Regions from separate parts of the Mus musculus genome. Here region 1 is linked to region 2. The links are chromatin contacts, called in public promoter capture Hi-C maps. All regions are on one chromosome and are shown on one strand. The core of a region is the stretch at or near the end of the contact, and the rest is flanking DNA. Distances in the headings are between cores, read along the strand shown.

The links. Promoter capture Hi-C pulls out the DNA fragments that hold promoters and counts their contacts.
Region 1: a promoter capture Hi-C map of liver shows a contact between it and region 2, with 2.9 times the contacts expected there. The contact joins the promoter of Cbx4 here to the promoter of Ubald2 in region 2. A contact is called at or near these places in 1 of 39 promoter capture datasets (liver) and 1 of 484 Hi-C or Micro-C datasets (B cells).

The regions. Positions count from the first base shown.
Region 1 is chr11:119,084,463-119,087,921 of GRCm38.p6, reverse strand. It overlaps Cbx4 (chromobox 4), which reads left to right and starts at 1,685. Exons shown (of 5, transcript NM_007625.2): 1 at 1,685-1,973; 2 at 2,122-2,165; 3 at 3,294-3,359. The coding sequence starts at 1,905.
Region 2 is chr11:116,432,270-116,435,889 of GRCm38.p6, reverse strand. Ubald2 (UBA-like domain containing 2) reads right to left here and starts at 1,796. Exons shown (of 3, transcript NM_176902.3): 1 at 1,462-1,796; 2 at 1,269-1,331. The coding sequence starts at 1,581.

The DNA of each region.
Region 1 (3,459 bases), core at 436-2,935, 2.7 Mb before region 2:
TGCAAAGTGGAGGTGCGTGGAGTCAGCGTGTGTGTGCAACATCAAACTAACCGTCTGAAGACTTTTACTGGATGCCTGGGAAAACACAAGCCCTGGCAGGCTTTTGGGGGTTCACTTCTGCACCTGGCCCTTCGCAAGTCATCACAACATAGTCCTCACCAGGCACCCTGAGACGCAATAAAAGCAGGGACAGAGACTCGGACGTCTCCTTGCCCTCCCCCTCCGTCGACCCACTCTCCTCTTTTGCGCTTTTTCTGTCTCTGTGGACGCTCAGCCAAGGGATTGCGCAAGCTTCCTGCTCCACGTTCTTCAGGAGCCCTGAGCTGGGGCCCCGGACGCACCACAGGCAAGGCACACCCTTACCCTCCCACTTAGAATGGCATGTTCTCTGTCAAGTCTACCCACTGCGACCCCACGGATCTCCCAGGCCCACTGTGGCGCCCTCGGAAGGCCGCGTCTGGCGCAGCAGCTCCCCCAGCCGGACGCTGGCGCTGAATACCCCTGAACGTGCGGGGCTGGCCGGCTCCGAGGTGCTAAACTTCACACTCCAGGGCTCCAAAGGCCGCGTCAGCAGGGCTTGGCTGTCAGAGACCAGAGGACGGGAATTCAGGAAGACACTGTGGCTCCTTGGCCATTTCCCCTCCCCTTCTCGCAGTCCACTCATCCACCAACCCTCCGCCTCAACATCTACTTGGTCCTCCCCACTCTTACTTTTGAGGCTCTTCCATGAAGCCCCACGAAGTCCCCTTGGACCCCCCAGACTCATTCACCCCCATATTCATTCTCTCTCTCTCTCTCTCTCTCTCTCTCTCTCTCTCTCTCTCTCTCCCCCTCTCTCTCTCTCGCTCTCTCTCTCTCTCTCTCTCTCTTCTCCCAGCATCTCAGACTAAGCAAGAGGCCTTGCTTAGAAACTGCCCCTTCCCCGCGAATGAGTGAACCAAGTGTAAATTAGAAGCCGTTCAGAATCTTGGGTGGCATCGGATTCAGAGCCCCTTTCTGCTGAGGTTCTTGAGTGCTAAATGCCCCGTGGCCAGCTGTTTCTTTGTCCCTGTCTTCGCCTCTCCGTGCTCCTCCACTTGTCCAAGTCCTCAGTCTTCTGGCTCTTTCTCTCCCCACCTCGCGGCCTAAATGCCCAGAGACTGGCGGGGCGGGGCGGTGGGCACCGAGGGTGGGGTCCTGAACTGCCCCCGCCTCCATTCCGCCCCCTGCCGGAAAGTCCCCTGTGCTTCCAGAGCTCTGCTGGACAGATGTAGTTGGGAGCAACTGTAAAGTGCAGCGGGTGCTTCCGTGGCCCCCAGCAGGGATCCCCGGGCCTTGCACAAGCAGAAACAGAGGCCGAGGGTGGGGACGGGAGAGTCCCAAGTGTCCGGCTGCGGATCAGAGTGGGCCCGGTCGAGGTGCCCACCCTGGCCGCCTAGGCAGAGACACCTCTATTCCGCGGCCCCAGCTCACTTTCCCGGCTCTCAGATCCCTCCCCTGCACCTCCCCGCGCCCTCCTCCTCCCCAGCCTCCTCCCGCGCCCTCCTCCTTCCCTGCTGCCCAGACCGGGGGCCTCGGGTAGGCCGGGCTGCGCCAATCCGAGGCGCGTCCCGCCTCCTGACGCCGAGCTGGGCCCTGCGAGGCCCCGCCCGCTGACGTCCGGGATTTGCATGAGTTCTCGTGCCGCGGCGGCCCGGGCTCAGTTGTCTGAGCGAGCGAGCGAGCGAGCGAGCGCGAGCTGAGAGCCGGCGGGTGCAGGCAGCGGCGGCGGCGGCGGCGGCCAGGCTGTTGAGGGGCGAGTGGCGGCGGCGGGGGCCGGGCGCGTGGCGAGGTCCACGCGCAGGATCGTATCGGGGCGCCGGCGGGAGCTAGCTGTGTCTGCAGCCGCGCCGGCCGCTTGCGCCCCTGAGCGCTCGGGTTCGGCCATGGAGCTGCCAGCTGTTGGCGAGCACGTCTTCGCGGTGGAGAGCATCGAAAAGAAGCGGATACGCAAGGTAGGGGTGGCGCGCGGGTGGCGGCGCCGAGGCGCGGGAGCGGCGGCGGGAGCAGCGAGCGAGAGGCGCGGAGGGGGTGGGGAGGCTGCGGGCCGGAGCCGGGGATCCCGCGGAAGCTGATGGAGTGCTGTCTCTTCCCCCCCTACAGGGCAGAGTGGAGTATCTGGTGAAATGGAGAGGCTGGTCCCCCAAGTAAGTGGCGGCGGGGGCCGGGTGCCTCGGCACCAAGCGCCCTGGCCAGCAGACCCGTGGAGCTGGTGGGGTGGTGGGGGAGCGGACGGGAGGCGGGGTGGAGGTGGGGTGGAGAGAGGAGGGGGTGGGGAAGTCGGTGGCAGGCACTGGGAAGCGGAGCAGCCGAGCCCGAGCCGGGCGCCCTGTGTTGTGCTCCGCTCTCCGGGAAATGCCATCACTAATTTATGCGCTAAAAGGAGCCGGAGGAGCTGGAGAGACGCGGGGCCGAGCCCGGGAGGCCGGCGGAGGGAGGGAGGGCGCAGGCACTGACTGATGTGCAGCAGAAAATGGCTCCTTTCCCCTTTCCCTCCACCGAACGGCTCCATATTGCAAAACCAAAAAAAAAAAAAAAAATTTTTTTTAAAAGCGACGAAAATGCAATTGTATGCGTCCTCCCTCCTGGTGGTGCAGGGTAGGGAAGAAAAAAGACAGAAAATGTTGGGAACTGTCACTGCAGCTCTTTCGATGGGGAATTTTTTTTTTAATTTGAAATGCGAAGGCACCGGATGGAGACAGGCGCAGGCACACACACACACACACACACACACACACACACACTCGGAGAGGGAGAGGGAGAGGGAAAGAGAGGCATATTTTTGTACTGCTGAGTATTTGGGGTTTGCTTGCCAGTGACAGCGGTCTCCTGGGCCTTGAGGGGGGCGCTGAGCTGTGAGTTACCGGATTAGGGGTCCAATGCAGACCAGCTGAAGCCCTACTGGAGACTTGGGCTGGGGATAGGGAGGGGGACTGCGACTTTGCTTTTGGGCTGCTTTGCACGGAGGGTTTCTGGAGAGGAAAGTGGCCTTGGAACACGTCACAGTAACATGCTTAAAATTCTTGACGACTGCAAAATAAACTGCTAGTTTCGTTTTCTTCACCCCCTCCTTTCCTCCTGCCCTTGTGTGTGTATTTTAACTTGGGGGGTAATCAAGGGCCATGTTAAGCCTTAAGAAACCTACTGTCTACCCTCCACATCCATAGCCTTTGATTCAGGAAGCCACATAGGGCCTTATGTCATTCCCAACCTGGCCTTTTTTTTTTCTTACACTCTGCCCCCCCTCCCCGCCCCGTTCCTTTTTCACTTGCAAGATATAACACGTGGGAACCAGAGGAGAACATCTTGGATCCCCGGCTGCTGATCGCCTTCCAGAACAGGTGAGCAGCCTGCTGCCCTGGCCATACATAGGTGGGCCATAGGGGATGGATGACTGCTTGCAGCAGTGGGAAAAGGGGAAGGGGTGGGAGGGGGCAGGCA
Region 2 (3,620 bases), core at 547-3,046:
TTACTCCAAATGTTGAGAGCTAGTTTAAACTGAGGCAGACTCTCCTTCCTGAGCATCCCCCCTCGTTTTTTGTTTGTTTTTGTTTTTTTTTTTTGTTTTTCGCGACAGGGTTTCTCTGTGTAGCCCTGTCTGTCCTGGAACTCACTCTGTAGACCAGGCTGGCCTCGAACTCAGAAATCTGCCTGCCTCTGCCTCCTGAGTGCTGGGATTAAAGGCGTGCGCCACCACGCGGGGAGGGGGGGGGGCGGCTCGTTTTTGTCAGAAGAAAAAAGTGCTGAGAACAAGATACAGCAGAAGATCCACATGTAGTCTTGTCTCCTGGGGACAAGGACACCAAAAAAAACAAAAAAGTCCAATGGCAGATCTCTTAGGGAATAATGTTTTACCACCCCTCTCCTGGGCTCAGGCCCTCCTACACGTTTGGAGCTAATAGCTAACTAGGAGTTAGAGCAGAGAAGGGATGTGCCTGGCCTCAGGAAAGCAGGGTACCCACTGGCCAGAGGGCAAAGGCTCTAGCCTGGAGCCAAGTTGGAAGAGGACAAATCCAGGCTCCAAGAACTATTTCCTGGACTGTTTTGTTTCTTAACATACTGAGATTAAAAGAAATTCTTGGCCTCACCTTAGGTATATAAATCTGTATATCCTCCATAAAGGTTATGTTCCCTGGAGGCTTTGGAAGGGCCAGCCTACCTTTGTGGGTAGAGTTGGACTTCCGGAGCCAGGGTGGATCTATCCCTCCCCTGCTTCCTGCAGCACTGGGTGGGTGGGTGGTGTGTGTGTGTGTGTGTGTGTGCACACGGCTGTGTTTGTTGCACCAAGACACAAATCCCTACCTCAGTCGTGTGTGTGTGTGTGTGTGTGTGTGTGTTTTGCATCAAGACACAAATCCCTCAGTCCCCCACCACCCCGAAGTCCCCAAAGGTCTGGTTATCCTCGAGCCCCTTCCCCATCCTCTGCTATCAGAATCGCAACATCCTGCTGGAAGCCGTCTTCCCTTCCTTCTACCCCCACCTCCCCAACACCAAGGCCCTTACACCCAGGGCACAGCGCCCAGCACAGGGCCTCAGGCCCCGATCCAGCGGCCTGGAGGCGGGTCCCAAAGTTGGGCGAGCCAGCGCCGGCCTGGGAGCGCTCTTTCCTGGAAGACATTTTGGCTCTTTGTTTACATTCGCGGCGCGCCGCTCCCCGGCAACATGGCTGTCACCGGCGCGGCTGACAGCGACCCTGCCGCACCGAGCGCCCCCTCCGCGGCCCTGGGGAACACTTACCATCTGCGGGTGGTGGTGGCTGTTGGGAATGTTGCTTTCTTGAAAGAACGTGCTTAGGGCGGTCTGCGGACAAAATACGGGACGCAGCGGCGTGAGCGAGGCCTGGCCGCCCCGGCCCCCCCCCCCCCCGCCGCGGCCCCCCTACGCGGCCCCCGGCTCCCACGCGCGCTCCCGACCCCGGCCCGGTGCACACCTCGAACTGCCAGTGCGCCGCTTGCAGCAGCTGCTGCGCCTGATCGGCCGCGCAGCCCGCGGCCAGCACGAACTGGTTGATCATGACCTGGTGCCGCAGCTCGTCCGTGTTCACCGACATGGCGCTGGGCGGCCGCCCCGGGCTCACGCTCGCAGCTCCGCCGCCGCCCGGCGAATGTTGTGGTTCGGCTCGCGCGGCCGCGCCGACGCCGCAAACAACAGCGCGGGGCGGGGCCGCCAGGCCCAACGTTCGGGGGCCGTGAGCCGACGCCGCTGATTGGCCCACGCGCAGCCCAGCCAGCCGCCGGCTCCCACACGGACGTTCGATTCGAATCCTGCGGCGGGCCCGGCCGCTCTGTTTCTCTCCTCGCCTGGCCGCGCCCATTGGCGGAGTCGGTGCCGCGGGGGCACCCCGGCATTGGCCAGCCTCCGTGTTTTGGCTCCTCCGAGTTGGTGGTTGGCTGGGGCCGCCATCGGGAGGCGGGGCGTGATGCGCTGATTGGCCTACCGTAGGCCTGTTTGAACTCAACTCGAAAACCCTGACCGCGTTCTGATTGGTGGAGGTCATCAGTGTTTGCTGTTGTAGGCGTGGGGGTGGTGCTGGCCAAGTTCATTCATTACTTCATTGAAACTGAACATGCTCAGCTGGAAAAGCAAGACGGAGTGGCTTTGACTCATTTCCTCTGAAAGATGTGGTCATCTCGAGAAACAGAACGATCAAAATAGAAAACACACAGAACCTTCGCAGCTACTCGACTCTCAAGAGTATTTAAATTTTTAAATAGCTTCTAAACAGTCTCTCTTAAAAAAAAAAGAAAAGAAAAAGAAAACTTTTGAAACATGGCAGACAGATCCTGGGTTCAATTTCTTAACACCACAAAACAAAACAAAACAAAACAACACAAAAGAACCAGGCGTAGTGACCACATGGTTTTAATTTCAGGGCTCAGTGGGAGGTAGAGGCATTCGGATAGCTCTGAGTTCGAGGCCAGTCTTGCCTACATGGTGAGTTAGTTCCAGGACAGCCAGCAGGGCTACATAGAGAAACTCTCCAAACACACACACACACACACACACACACACACACACACACACACACACACACACGGGGGTGGGGGGGAATAGCCAGTGCCAGGGCATGCTTTGCATAATCCAGCCTCGGGGTTTAAAAACCTTATGCTTTAAAAAAAAAAAAAAAAAAAAAAGTACCTGTTTTCAGCATGAAGACATTTTCTTTGTCATTATTCCCTGATCAAGAGGACATTGATACATCTATTCACATGAAACTTACATTGTATTGGGTATTAAAGTGACCTAAAGATGATTTAAGGTACACAAGATGGTGAAGTTGGCTGGTAGGAAAAAATGACACATGGTATAAGAGCCCCACTTATCCAAGGATTCTAGACCATGGGGAGCGGGCAGGAACTGTTTCCACCCTGATCTGGAGGATCGGATTGGGAATTTACTGTGAAGGCTCCTGTTTCAGGAAGACATATACTGTTTTTCATCAGAACTAATTACAGCGAAGGTTCTAACTAGTTAGGGTGTGCAGAACAGAAGGACAGAACAGAAGAAAGCAAACCTCACTTCTATTTCTTTGCCAGTGAAGGCAGAGGCAGTGAGAGTCGCTTTCCATGGTGTGGGTGTAAAACCAGACTGGGGTTGACAAACTTGGCAGCAAGCGCCTTTACTCACTGAACTCTTTTTATTTTACCTAAAAGGACTAAATGTTCTCTTTAAGAGAACTTGCCCGTTTTTTAGAAAGTATCTAGCTAAGAATAAGGTTACAACTGATGTTTGCACACCAATGAATGCACAGCTGGCTGGAGAGCTCTCCTAGCCTACCAGAAGCCCCGGCTACCTCCCCAGCTCCACAAGAAGAGAACAAAAAGCTTTGGGCGCAAGGATGAGTTAATCTTGTTTCTTTTGTCTTCTGTTTTGTTTGTTTGTTTTGAAGGGGTAGGAGTACTATAATTATCTTTAGATATCCCCAAAACGCCCACGGGCTGAGGCTGTAAGTGTGCCTGGGAAGTCAAGTATAGACCCCCCCCCCCCAGCCGTGTTTCAGGGTCCCCTAAAGCTGTTGACACTCAACTTCTTTTATGTAGCATAGCATAACACAGCATAGCGTTTGTACATAACCCCTACACAGCCTCA